Regions from separate parts of the Gossypium hirsutum genome. Here region 1 is linked to region 2. A link is a contact called in public Hi-C data. All regions are on one chromosome and are shown on one strand. The core of a region is the stretch at or near the end of the contact, and the rest is flanking DNA. Distances in the headings are between cores, read along the strand shown. Region 1 holds the start of LOC107887450 (chloroplast sensor kinase, chloroplastic). Region 2 has its middle 25 kb from the start of LOC107886525.

Evidence for each region. A called contact is a pair of places that touch in the nucleus more often than the background predicts.
Region 1: a Hi-C map of leaf shows a contact between it and region 2, with 7 times the contacts expected there. The contact joins the promoter of LOC107887450 here to the enhancer-like site in region 2. A contact is called at or near these places in 2 of 34 Hi-C or Micro-C datasets (leaf and petal).

What each region holds. Positions count from the first base shown.
Region 1 is chrA03:96,447,778-96,455,428 of Gossypium_hirsutum_v2.1, forward strand. LOC107887450 (chloroplast sensor kinase, chloroplastic) reads left to right here and starts at 5,802. Exons shown (of 7, transcript XM_016811713.2): 1 at 5,802-6,758; 2 at 6,953-7,018; 3 at 7,124-7,192; 4 at 7,307-7,399; 5 at 7,639-7,651. The coding sequence starts at 6,081.
Region 2 is chrA03:96,304,908-96,312,135 of Gossypium_hirsutum_v2.1, forward strand. No RefSeq gene overlaps it. Among protein-coding and RNA genes, the nearest start is that of LOC107886525, 25 kb to the left of the region's middle. Within about 2 kb of position 5,429, at least 6 of the 9 cell types and tissues checked have an H3K27ac peak or open chromatin away from gene starts, as enhancers often do. A contact at or near this core is called in leaf, where this site is marked.

The DNA.
Region 1 (7,651 bases), core at 4,552-7,051, 140 kb after region 2:
CTTGTATGTTTCTGAGATTGTGAGGCTTCATGGTGTGCCGTTACTAATTGTATCTGATCGAGACCCGAGGTTCACCTCAAGGTTTTGGAAAAAGTTACAAGAGGCTCTAGGAACCAAGTTGAGTTTCAGTACGGCATTTCATCTGCAAACTGACCAACAGTCGGAAAGAGTAATACAGATCTTAGAAGACATGTTAAGGTGTTGTGTTCTTGAATTTCAAGGAAGTTGGGAAAAATACTTACCATTGGTTGAATTCGCTTACAACAACAGCTATCAGTCGAGTCTGAAAATGGCACCTTATGAAGCTTTGTACGAGCGAAAGTGCCGAAAACCCTTATTCTGGACCAAGTTGAGAAAGAATCAGATTTACGGGGTGGATTTGATTAAAGAGGCTGAGGAAAAAGTTAAGGTGATTCGTGACTGTTTGAAAGTCGCCTCGGATAGACAAAAATCCTACGCGAATTTGAAACGAAGGGAGATTAAATTTGAAGTCAGGGATAAGATATTTTTAAAAGTTTCCATGTGGAGGAAAGTCCTCAGATTTGGTAAAAAGGGCAAGTTGAGTCCTCGTTTCATAGGACCTTATGAGATTACCGAGAGAGTAGGGCCTGTTGCCTACCGTTTGGAATTGTCGCTAGAGTTAGAAAAGATTTACGATGTGTTTCACGTGTCTATGTTATGCTGGTACAGATTAGACTCTTCGCATATAATTGTGCCAACTGAAGTTGAGATTCTCCCAGACATGACTTATAGTGAGGAGCTGGTCAAGATTTTAGCTTGAGAAGTCAAACAGCTACGAAATAAAAATATACCACTTGTGAAGGTTTTATGGAATAGACATGGAGTCAAGGAAGCCACATGGGAACCCTAGGAGTCTCTGAGAGAACATTACCTGAACTTATTCATCGGTAAGATTTTCGAGGACGAAAATCCCTAAGGGGGGAGAAATGTAACAACCCGATTTAAGGCCTAGTCAGAAAATGGTCTCGGGACCACAAATCTGAAGATTGAAAAATTATTTTTATTATTTTTATGAGGTTATAGCATGATTATATTAGTGCATGAAAAATTTGGTGAATTAATTTTAATATTTTCAAGCCCGATTGCAAAAAAGAACTAAATCGTAAAAAAGGCAAAAGTTACATTTTAGCACCCAAAGGTGCCAAGTAGCTAGAGATTTAAAATTAGGAGTATTTAAAGGGCATTTAAACCCTATTGGAATGGGTTGGCCTGCCATAAGACAAGAAAATGGGTGGTCAACATGTTAGGTATTTTGATGACCTCATATGTAATAAATTAATGCCTAAAAGCCTAGTTTTTATTTTTCCCTCACTCCTTCTTCCTTGTTGACCAAAAATATCATCAAATATTGAGGTTTGAAAGCTCAAAAATCTACAACAACTTAAAGCACTCATAAGTAAGTGATTTTAATTAGTTTTCTTCAAGATTTTTACATTTTTGAGACCTTTAAAGCATGAGCTTTCAAATGAGGGTGATATCTTACAAAATGGTCAAGAGTTTAGGATTTTGCCATGGATGTATTTGTGGTATATGCTGAGTTTTTATGGAGGAATATGAGTCCTAGTTGTGTTATAAACAACTTTTATAAAAGGTGTTAGTATGAAAACACCTAAAGGGACTATTTTGCATAAGTTGCAAATTAAGTAATAAGTGTGTGAAATAGTGAGAATTTGGGGTTTCTCTAGTAGTAAAAAGAGTTTATCTACGCTTTAAATACAAATAAATTCGATAAAAATTGAATTTGAGCATAGGGGTAAAATAGTCATTTTGCTAAAGTCTAGGGACAAAATGGTCATTTTACCAAAGATGTAAATTTTAGATAGCCTAATTGTGTTTAATGACTGAATGAGTGCATTTTGTTATTATAGATCAAGATTTGCCAAAACCAAGCCTAGACCAGGGCAAAGCCAAGCAATCCGATTAAGCCGATTAGTCATGTACTTTTTGTAAACCAAGGTAAGTTGCACGTAAATAATACAACTATATTATTAATGCGTGTATTCAATTGTTATTGGTTTGATATAGCATAAATTTCTAGAATTGGAACTAAGAATTTCTAGAATTGGAACTAAGTATATGTATTTATGATTGAGAAAGTCGAAAGATCCAGTAAGAACCCCAAGAAACAAACCAGATATTCATGCCATGACATTGGGTTATGTGAGAGCCAGTATAAGACCATGTCTGGGACATGGCATCGGCATTGACATAGGGCTAGTGTAATACATGTCTGGGACATGCATCAACCGCATCATGATAGCCCTTATAAGACCACGTCTGAGACATGGCATCAGCATAGAGGTGAGTGCCAGTGTAAGACATGTCTGAGACATGCATCGGCCTCGATGATGTTATCCAGTGTAAGGTGTCTAGGACATGCATCGGTTAAGTTTCGTGCTAGTGTAAGACATGTCTGGGACATGCATCAGTATGTATACACGAGAGCCAATGTAAGACCATGTCTAGGACATGGCATCAACCTCGATGGAGATAGCCAACGTAAGACCATGTCTGGGACATGGCAGCGACAACTTAACCCATGTTTGAGGCTTATAGAATATTCGGTAGTATTCCAAAAGGTTCAACTTTAAGAGTTAAGAAAGAGATTTAATAAGGAAAGTATGATAATGTTGTAAGTGTTACAGGTACCTATTTGGTAGGCATGAGTAATGAGCTTGATTAGAAAATATGATTTGAGTTGATGGTAATGAATAAGTCCAATTTATACTTACCTTTGGGCTATGAGCATAATTGATAAATGGTGAAGTTTTTATTATATATATTTATATGCAACTTACTAAGCTTTATGCTTACTCTCTTTCCTTCATTTTTCTATCAGTACTGCCATTTTGCTCGAGGATCCCTTGAAGTCAGAGATATCGTTCACACTATCAGTCGTAATACTCGGTATAGTTGGAATTATATTTTTGATTATGGCATGTACAAGCCTAGACTAGGGAGTTGTATTATTGAGAAATTGTTTATGTATATTGGCTTAAGATAAAAGCCCTTCATTTTGTGTCAAGCCTAGATAATGACTATTATTCATTTTGGAAAATGTATATGATGTTCCTTTTATGGATGAATTAATGTCTTTTGGGATGAAATTAGCATATTGAAATGATCTTGTATGGGTTGTGCAAAATGGGTAACGAATGGCTTGGAAGATAGCCTAGTTTGTCCACACGGGCGTGTGTTTAAACCATGTGTGACACACGGCTCACTCCCATGGGTGTGTGTTATGGCCGTGCGTCCCCCTGCACTTAAACTTTTAGATCAGTATTGTCCACAATTAGGCCACACGGGCGTGTGCCATAGCCTACGGGTAGGCCACGCGGGCGTGTGTCATGGCAGTGCCCTAAAGTCAGTGTCGCACACGGGCTGAGGATGTGGGCGTGTCCCGAGTCACACGGGCGTGTGGAACCCTAAAGCATAAATTTCACCAAGTTTTTCTTAAAGTCTCAGTTAAGTCTAAATCGTATCGAATGTATGTTTTGGGCCTTGTAAGCCCATTCAAAGAACTAATTGCTTATGAAAGTAAAAGTTTTAAAATTTATCAAAATTTTACCGCCCGGCTTTGTATAATTGATTGAGTTAATCAGGTAACACCTCGAACCATGTCCCGACATCGGATATGGGCGAGGGGTGTTACAACCTAACTCTAGCCAACAATCGCTTCTGTGGGATTATCTTCTACTATTATCTTATGTTAGATCATCACTTCTTAATGGAAAATCCTACGTCATTTTGTCTCTTGGGCTTGCCAACCTCTGACGTAGTAAGCTAACGAACCGACTGTGCAACCTTCCCAAAACATACAAACGGCCGCCTTTGCACATGTTGAAAAGATCACCTTGTAAGGGACATGGAGGGAAACGTCACCCCCGTAATGTGGAGAAGTGATGCATATTTGTCTAGAAGGCTAAGTACGGATTCTAAGCCCCATGAACCCTTTTTGAGGAATTTTGACAACCTTCAGCTAGATAGATTTAGCGGCTCGTGATTTTGGGAAAAAACAAATAAATATAATGGGAATGGAATTTTTATTGAAAGAAAATATGAAAAGAACAAAAAGGCTAAACTTTATGGGGAGAGAGTGTTACAGAAAAAGATGGACGTGATTTTATCTCTTTTTCACACCTCCTTCTTTTGGAAAAAGAGTGTGTGTTGATTTTTATAATTTCTTGATGAATTTTGAGGCAAGCTTGTGTTAATGTGATACAAAAGACATCGAAGCTATACAACATATTGTCTTAGATATGATGATCATTCGGGACCCTTGGAGCTTTTTTTCTACCCAGCCTAAGCTACATGGCATGCTTCACTCTTTCATTATGACCTAAATCCAGTGAGATTTCCTTCATTTGCGCAATGGTGGATTTCAGCACAAAAATGCTTGCCTCCTTTAACTCTTTTCTTGGTCCCAAGCTCATTGCTTCATTTGTTAGGAGATTAGGAAAGCCTACAATACCGTTATTTTCAAAGGAAAAAAGAGGACTTGGTTCAGGTTGGGAACGAAGCCTTTAAAGGATATTTGGACTTTCTTGCCTCAAATCTTCCTTCGTTCTCATTTTTCCCTCCACCACCTCTTTTTTGACATGGATTTCTCCCCTAGAACGCAGTTTAAAGATTAATTGTGGCACAAATTTCTCTTCTTTGACCTCTACTACTGGTATTGTCACATTTGTCGGAGACAACCTAAGGTGTGTAGTTTCTGGAGCTAATGTGCTAGTCTACTCTTCTTCTATTTTAGCAACAAAAGCCTCCTCTTTAAGGCTTGGCTCAAAACTTCTACACTCTTATCATTGACAAAGTGCCATTTTAGAATCTGATAGCATGCTCTGCATTGATGTTTTAAACTTGGATTCAGATCATTCTTAGGAACCATCTGCAATCCTAGACAACATTCTCATTTAGCATGTGAATTGCTAAACCAACCTTATATGAAACCTTTCCGTTGAATTGTGTTCGCATACCTTCAATGGATTTATGACATTTTCTAAAAATAATATTAAGAAATAATTAATTACAAAAATGGGATGGAAGAAAAATTAATTATGAAAATGGCTCTTTTGATACAATGCACGACGGTGCCGCTTGACACACCGGTGACACCATTCCACTTTTCGGCCAATGATAAAGCAATTAGTGCATTTAAAAAAATTTGGTGACACCACTTTGTCAGGCGGCATAGATATGTATTTTTAAAAAATACATAAATAAATATAGACAGTGAAAAAGAAAAAAAAATTATGAGTGTCACTTAACAAATCGACGGCATTACTTATTTCTTTAGCTATTGTTTCACTTGTTTCATTGATGTCCTTCAGCGCTTCTTTCACCTTCTCTCTTGTTCCATCACTAACATTACCAGGGTCTTTTCCCCCTGTGCCTCTAAAACTAACATTATGTTTAGTAACATCTTTTTTTTGTCAATCAAAATTTCTTTATAAAAAATTAAAGTAGTGCCGTCGGACTCTTAGGCGGCACTTATAAATTTATTTTTTCTTCAATGCACATTTTAAAATACAAATATTTTTTTTAAAAAAAAAATTGTTATTGACTGATGATAACTGAAAAGTGAGGGTGGTATCGTCAATTTATCAGGCGACACGGATAAATACAATAAATTCATATCATAATTAATTGTTGTTGCATACTTTTTATGTAATTAATTAATTTTTAATTACGAATGATAAGCATATTAAAAAAACAAAAAAGCAGCTAAAACGTAGTCGTTTAATAAATATCAGCATTGAAACACCATTATCATTTGATTTAATTTTTGTTTTTGTTGTTATCCATCCAGTCCAGTCCACACTTATGGCAGGCTCGGTGGTTCCACCAATGCTTCTCTCTGCAACAACATCCCAACTCCCTCTTTCCCCGCCTAACTCCTCCACCAACCAAACCCTTCCACGTGCCCCCCTCTACCACCTCTCCTCCTCCTCTCTTCCCAAACCCCCTCTCAAACACCTCAACCTCAACTCCACCTCCCTCCACCACGTCTCCGCCCCCACCCTCCCCGACGACGATGAATCCCCCAAGCCCAACCCGCCATGGTCTCCTCCGCCTCTGCCGTCTCCGCTGCCATCCGTAAAGCCTCCACCTCCCCCGTCGACTTCACTCAAAGAATCGAGAAAAACGACCACCGCAACCACAAATTAATCATGCCTACCCCAGACTTCCAGCGCCTCTGCCTCGAACAACTCGACCTCTTTCGCCGTATCGTTGACCACGACGCTGTTCTCTCCGTTTATGTTAGGCCTGCCGGTAGTTACGTCATGGACCAGCTGGAGTTACGTCGGGTTACCTCGTATCCGGGAGTCGAAGCCGCCGACATTTTGTTTTTAGTCGGAAACTTCACTGTCCCCGCAGGACTGCGTGCCGCTGAAGCGGCGCTTTCAAGTCAACAAATGGAGGTTGTGGGGGAGCATAGAGCGGTGGTATTTCCTATGGTGAAGCAGCCGTTCGTGGTGGGCTTCTTGGTGGCGGAGCTCCCGGGGATGGAGAAGGTGCCGCAGGGGAGTGGAAGTGGGAACATGGTTCGTTTTCCGACTCCTGAGGAGGCTTACGCGTTGTCTTCTCCTTCTCCAGGACTGGGTATGAAAAAATCGTGGGAAATTCAGTCTCTTGAGAATGAAGCCATGAGGCAAAATGACATCTTTACTGTTGACGAGAGTTCCAATGCCATCAATATATCTCGAACTTTAGCAGTGGCTTATGTTATGGATCAGGTTAGTCACTCACGTCATATTTCTTCTTATCTTTATACTACCAATAATTTATACAAATGCTTCATTGCCATTATCAAGCGAAAAAAGAATTTAGCTTTGCCATGTTATGTTGTATGTATGTAGGAACTTAATGTGATTTTACTTGTGTGTCTTGAGTCAATGCAACTTTTATATTAATCGTATTTCTTCCGTAGAAAGCTATTTTATTACAGCAATCGACATGGCAAAACAATGTCAGAATGGGTGCTCTGGTTGAGCAGGTATAATGTGTTGCCTGCTGTACATACATTTCCTTCTTCTTCTTTTTTTTTTTTATTGTTCAAGTTATTATGGTTTTTCCTTTAAATTTCAAAATTTTCTTACAGATTCGCGGTCCTCTTTCCAGCATTAGGACGTTAAGTAAAATGCTATCCACTCATGTCAAAGAACATGAGGTTAGTCCTTGAACCATCTGAAAAAATGTTGATCCTACTTTTCGGTTTTAAGTGTTTCATTCTGCAATTCTTTCGACTGTTACATATTTAATTAAGGAAAGCATACTCTTGTAGATTTCTCACGACATTGTTGAAGACATATTGGTGCAAGGTGACTGTATCAGCGGCACCCTTCAAGAGCTACAAGATGCTGTTTACTTGACAAAGGTCATTTTTCTCTCAAAACATGTAGAGATACACACATTAAGACCGTTGCTGCTTCTTCTCCTTTTCATTTTTCTTCTTTTGACGATTCAGAATGTCTTTCTTTCTTTTGGTTGATGTGATACAATAGCTCTCTGTTATGTCTTTCTGTTCCCAGTTAGTTTCATTCTTGGAATTAAAAGTTTCCCTTTTCTAGTTATCTTCACGCCCATATCTGATTTTCCTATCTGACTTGTTTTTAGGCTAATATAATGC
Region 2 (7,228 bases), core at 4,179-6,678:
TTTAAGTGCTATAACATTTTTTTTGTTTGGTGAATGAAAAACAAAAATTACATTAACTTAAAACATAAGAAAACTCTCTACGTGGATCTGCCAATAGTAGCAAGCCCTCCTTTCTATCAAAAGCCATTTTGGTAATGTGATATGCGACCTTGTTCTCTTCTCTAGGAATATATTGTATCAACCACTGATAATCTTCAAAAGTAGAGGTGAGTATTCGATCGAGTCGAGTCAAATTGAGTAAAATTTCGAGTTAGTTGAGTTGACAAATCTTATTTTAGCAATCGAACCTAATTTAAATTTTTTTCGAATTGAGTCGAATTGAATCAAAAAATTTCAAGTCAAGTCGAGTTGAATTAACGAATCTTATTATTTATACTCAATGTTCCATTTATATGGACTGATTATTTTACTAGTAGACGAAGCACAAGTTTGTATATTAATTTTGAGTAAAGGAAAAAATGAGAGTGGGGCGATTCGGGAAGGAAAGTAAGACTAATGGGTAATCATTTATTAAAACAATGTAATTTTGCCTTTTAACTTGATAATTTTGATTTTTAACTTTAGAAAAAGTAAACATTTATCTAAACGACGTAGTTTTGCCTTTTAACTTGATAGTTTTGACTTTTAATTTTAGAAAATGTAAACATTTATCAAGATGACATAGTTTTGTCTTTTTTTATTTGGATTTTCAGATAACTCGAATTAGGGGTGAGAGTTTGATTGAATCGAGTGAAACCGTTTCAGTTAAATTAGAAAAAATTAATAATGTTAAATTAAAATTTTGTACAAAATAACTATTTTCGTATTAGAACACAAAAATTTGAAACAATATATATTTGAAAACTTTTTTAAAGCAAAATAATAAAAAAATAAAATATTTTAGTATGATAAGCTTGAATCATTAATCACATATTTAGATTCCAAAATTATTTTTTTGTTAAATTTTTTAATATATATTTTAGATTTTTTTAAAGAAATTTATAATTTTTTAAAAATATAAATTTTAGAATTTCTATAAATATTTTGAATTTTAAAAATTATTTTCAAATTTTGAAAATTACTTTGATTTTTTTTTTGTAATTTTTGTTAAGAGAGAGACCAATTTTCTCATTTTTAAAATTAACAGGGACCAAAATGGTATTTATACTAACCTGTTATTCAAATTATTCGAGTTACTCAAATTGTAAAATTCAACTCAACTCAACTCAAACTCGAAATCTGAAATTTCTTCTTCGAGTTGACTTGAATAATTCGAATAACTCGATATGATTAACTCGAAATTTAAATTTTTTTGATTTTTTCGAATCGAATCAAATTTTGCTCACCCTACTCAAAAGGATAAAGTGGATCCCCGAGTGTAACATCCAAAAAAAAAAATTAATTCCTGACATGTTAAATTTTGCTATGATTGAGTTTTTACTTTAGTAGTTAAATGCTTTGGGTGTGTGTTTAAGGTCATGAGTTCAAATATCAACATCAGGAATTTTTGTAATTTTTTTTGTCCCTATTTCTATCTTCGTCCTTATGATTTAAATTACGTTTTTGTTAAATCTGTTTAGAATGAGCCTACTAGCTCAGTAGTAAAGTGTTAGTTTACCCTTAGGTAGGAGTGTGCAAATTTCAGGTAAAACCGAATTAATTCGGTTAACCGACCGAATTCGATTAATTAGTTGGTTAATCGAATTAATTCGGTTGGGGTTGTTTAATAATTTTTTAGAACTTCGATTAAAAGTTAATTCAGTTCAAAATTGGTCAGTTAACCGAATGAACAGAATGACCCATTCTTTGTGGTCACATCCTTGATAGTGTAATCTAAATCAAGGTTACCGTAGGATGGAATTTGACAAATTAAAGGACCCACACTCGGAATTCAGTGGTCCTTCCAACACTTGATCTTTGACCCAATTCCAACTAACCAGAATAAATTCTCTCGTAATAAAGTCCAAACTTTAGAGAGAGCACTTGCTTGAGAAATGTCTTCAGGCAAATATGATTTAACCCCACATATATACGTTTTTTTACAACTAACTCATATTATTTTGAAAAAAAATAAACACTTGATCAATAAGTCATAATTTAGGATTCAGATGATAGATATATTAGTATATATTAAATAAGTGCCACTTTTACATGACAGTCAAAATTATCAAATCTAATTTTATTTTTACAAAAAAAATTGTAAAAGAGAAAAATAGAATGAAAATTAAATGATTGCATCACAGTACATACAAAATTTTTGATTGCATAATTTGCGATTTTATAAAGGTCTTGTAAGTACAACAATACAACAACAATTTAAGTAAATTTTTCTACTCACTTTTCCTTTCTTTTGTTTATTTTGTATTTACCATATCTGTTTTCAATATCCCAAAAATATTTTTCAAGTATTTTTTACATGTAAAAATACATATTATTTGAAACATAGTGGATATTTGAAATATTATATATATATAAACAATAATGATATTTGAAATAATTATTTGATTTTATAATATTAAAAATTACCATACCCACAATGTAGGTGAATAAAATAAATATTTGACATATAAATATTATATATAAAAATATATATCAAAAAAATTAGTTGGTATTTTTTAAAATATATATATTTAACACATATATATTTATTATATAATTATATAATTATTAATTTATTTATATAAATAAAGGATTTTTTTATGAAAAAACATAATGATATATAATATATAACATATAATATATATTTTTATTATATAATTACATATTTATTATTTTATTTATATTTATTATTTGTCTGGTGGAGGAGCTAGTAGTAGTTTAGTTGAACTGCGGCTCTTACACAAAGCTTTGCGTCGGAAATGGGAGATTGTATCCGACATATCTCGAGAACTCTTAATGGTGTTGTTGATCACATGACTAAATGTGCAGATACAGGTAGTTTTTTTATACGTTTATTTAGATCCCCACCGGCTTTGGTCATGAACTTATTGGGAAGAAATTGTAATATGTCTATTTCCTCTTGATGTTGATTTTATCTAATGTAATCGCTTAATGCTGTCCTTTTCTAAAAAAAAGAGTTATTAATTAAAAACTAAATTAAAAATAAGAAAACTTGAAAAAAAATTTATTAATTAAAAATGTTATTTAAAATAAAAAATTGAAACAATATGAAATAAAATATACAAATGTTGTTAGAAGAGGAATCAAGCAACATGAAACAACCTAAATTGCTAATTAACTTTAAAAACCGATATTTTTTTAGCTTCTCGAAAATACATGAGTCAAACTGATTAAGAAAATTCTCAAAAAATGAAAGTATTAAATCTTATCAAAGTTATAGCAATTATCATAGTTATAAATATTAATATTTATAATTTAAAGGTATTCATGGGTTGAGCTTAGTCTAAGCATGATAATAATTCCTTCTATATTTGTTCATGCACAAAATGTGGATCTCAAATTTTGCTCAAACCCACTAATATTTACAGATGGCTAATCCAAGCTTATTTCGGGCACGCCCATATTATTTTTTTAAAAAATGTTAAAAATATATTTATATTATTTTAATTTAATATTTAAAATGTTAACAATTTTTATTTTTAAAATTTTCATATATAATTATCTTAAAAATTCTTAATGTTTACATTATAGTAGTATTATATATTACTATAGATTTAATTTTTTTTGTTATAAATTATATAATATGTAAAAATAATGTACTATAAAATATTACAAACTTAGAAAATAGGTCGAGTTCGGGCTTAAACATTTAAGGTTCAAGTCTAACCCATATTTTAAACAAATCTATTTTTTTGCCCAAACCCTCCAAAATTTCAAGAGGGCCTTCAAGCTTGAACAAGTAGCTTGACCCTTGAAAAAGTCTAGAATAATTATACGCACAAAAATTTTGATTTATCAAATAGTTTATAATATTTTATGATTTTTATTATTTACACCTTGATTGCGGTCAATATCGATGAAAAAAAGTGAAAAAAAAACCTCTTTAGTTTCTCTCAAATTTGATTTTAAGTAAATTAGTCCCTGTAAAAAAACGAAGCAATTTAATCATTAACAATTTTGAAGGTGAGCATCAAAGGACAATTAATCGTAGTATTGATGTTTTTCTTCAATTTTATATAATTTTGATTGGTATAATAATAAATTTAGCCTTCAAAATTTACACAACCTGTATATTTTTATATAGCTAATTTTTTTAATATATTTTGGATTTATTGCAATTTTATACATTTTTAAATAATATTTTTAGAATCAAGACCAAATTGACAAAATATGTGAACATTGAGGCTCAATTTATTATTATATCATCAAAATTATATACAATTGACAGAAAACATTAATTGTTGTGATTAATTATTTTTAGTGGGTCACTTTCAAAATTGACATGAATCAAATTGTTCTGATTTTTTTAGAGAGACCAATTTATTCATTGAATTTAAGAGGGAGCGGCGAGGTATTTGTTTTTTTTTGGGTAAACTACACTATGAGTCACTAAACGAGAGTTAAGTCATTGAACTATTTAAAAGTTTTAATTTAAGTCATTAAGCTATTAAGTTTTTTTTTTAAAGTTTTGCCAGCAAACTCCAAGCGATGATTCGATGATCGATATAGTGGATCAGTATTTATCAATGAGAAGAAGAAAATACCTTAGATCTAAATCGATCTAACAATCCGTGTTGGAGATCGGAGAAAAAACTGTTTGAATTTTGATTCACAAATTCGTGACATTCAAAACTGTTTTATGAATAAAAAAATAGAACTGTAAAAGAGGAGGGGAAAGAAAGCTTTCAATTGTTACAGTCAATGCCAATTGAGAAAGCCATATAACATCGATTTTAATAGCCTAATGACTTAAAATGAAAACTTCTGAATAGTTCAGAGATCAAATTATAACTTTTTTTAGTTAAATAACAAAAAAAAACTTATCTATAATTTAGTAACTAATGGTATAATTTACCCTTATTTTTTAGAAAAAAAGAAAAAAGAAAGCCTATTATGCGAGAGATTCCTTTGAGAGCCAACATGGGATGGCAACCCTAACCAGTAACTAACTGCCTAATTCCATGGAGTTTTCCCTTTTGCATTTCACCCATTTATGACATTGCTCTCAGTTTGAGGTTAGAGCTGACGCCTCACAAAATACTGCTACATTTAAGCTAAAGGCATTACTGTGAATGGGGATGGAGAGTTAAAAGAATTGATTTCATATTAAATGGATATATATGCCAACGGCATGGCTCATTGTTTGGACCAACCAATTGAAAGTGGGTTGTGATAGGGCAGGACCACTCCTTTTCTCGGATGAAACCATGCATTTTCTTTCATCTTCTAAAACAAACCGTTTCAAAAAGAAGGCCGACAGACAGACGACCCTTTTCTTTTACATAGCAATAACAATAGCAATAGCCATGGTCAGTGAGAACCAGTACACTTGTTATTGGGCTAGCTTTTTCCCTACCAACCTTAACCTAACTTTTAGGTCCCTGCTCCACCACCAAGCCCATTATTACCATCCTTCAGTTTACCTTAAAAGTCAAGCCATCAATTTAATCTAAAATATGATTTTTTGCCTTTTAAATTTACTTCAAATTTGTTTTAATTTATTTAGTCAAAGCTATGCTAAAATAGTGCTAAATCTACTTGTGACAAGCAAGTTGTCATGAGCCAGTAAGATATTTTCCTTTTTTCTCTTAATTTTGCATTTTTACTTTCTTGTTGGATTAATCACATCCACATGTAGATGTTCATTCACACATCATTGCACACAAAATGAAAAAAATTCTAAAAATTTATATGTATAATAACTTAAAATTACGAAAGCAAATATTGGGAAAGTGTTGTTGATTGAGAATTATTGGAAAACTTCAAAAGTCGTCCAATTTGGCTCGTCAAATGCTGTCTAGTAATGACCATCTTCCAACTTTGTTTTGGGCCCTTGTGTTGTTGGTTACCAAACCCTAATCTCTTCACTTCTCTCTGCTTCTTAATCATCTTCTTCAAAGGACTTTGATGATTCTCAATGAATGCATGATGAACCAGAAAAATCACTCATGAATGTGATTTTCGTTCGACCTTCCAAGCATATAGAAATAAGCAGAATACGGAGGAACTCATTGCATTATCAAAATTTGCTATTGCAGAACTGGGTTCTTGATTTGACACTAATGGCATCGATAATGAAGGGGATGATAGAATTGGGTTAAATATGAAAAGCCCATGCCTTGGACCTGATCCGAACAACCAATCATGAATATCCCAGAATACTTGTAATCCATTTTTTCCCACGTTAATCGACTCATTCCCTCTAAATTTTCATTGAAGATGCTTAACCTCAATCGCTAGTTTCCGATCCACTCTTATCTCCAATACTGGATCCATCCCATCAGAGCTGCATACCACTGATATATATCATGAAAGGCTCCCTTTTCATTAAACTTAACCCTCATTGTAAACTTCTTATTTCCAAATATATGTTCCCTTCTAAACACTAACATTGGTTCAATGAGAGATGGCCTGCAACCAGTCTTTCTATAAGCATCTTTCTTTTAATCACCCAAAAGTAAAACGCCTTCATCTTCGCAAACAAGGCAACGTAGTAATCTGATTGCGGCTCGGTCTCACCATTGAAATTGCCTGCCTTGAAGTCCCAAACCACATCAACAGTTGTACCATCAATGATGAAATACTCGGAGCCTTGTTTTCTCCAGAAATACCATGGCTTCGGCCAGTCCTTGAACCGAAACATATAGGCCATGAAGTAAAAGATGATGAAAAAATTGTAATTTTTAGAAATTTTGAGGCATATTCTTGATTGGTAAAAGTGGAGAGTTGAATAATAAAATTATGGTTTTATATTCTACTTCATGAGACCTTTACAACGGTATATCATATGCTCAAAATGATTGAGTGATGAATGAGAAATTGATACTTAAAGCCCGTATCAATAATTATGATTTTACGTATGGACAATTCCTCAATATCTTGTTCATTCGCAACAAAATATTTTCTTTGTGCGGTGGTAAAAAAAAACATGCTTTTTTGGGGAGAGATACTATTCCACCTTCACCAATCGAGTCGCAGGTATCTAACATATTCATATCTAATGATTTTCCACAAAGTGGTGACGAAAGGTATAACTTGTACAAATCTTTCCAGTTTGCAATTCGATCCGATCCATTAGTTTGTAGAGCTATTTACTCGATTGCAGACATTTTTGGAACACCTCTTGTGA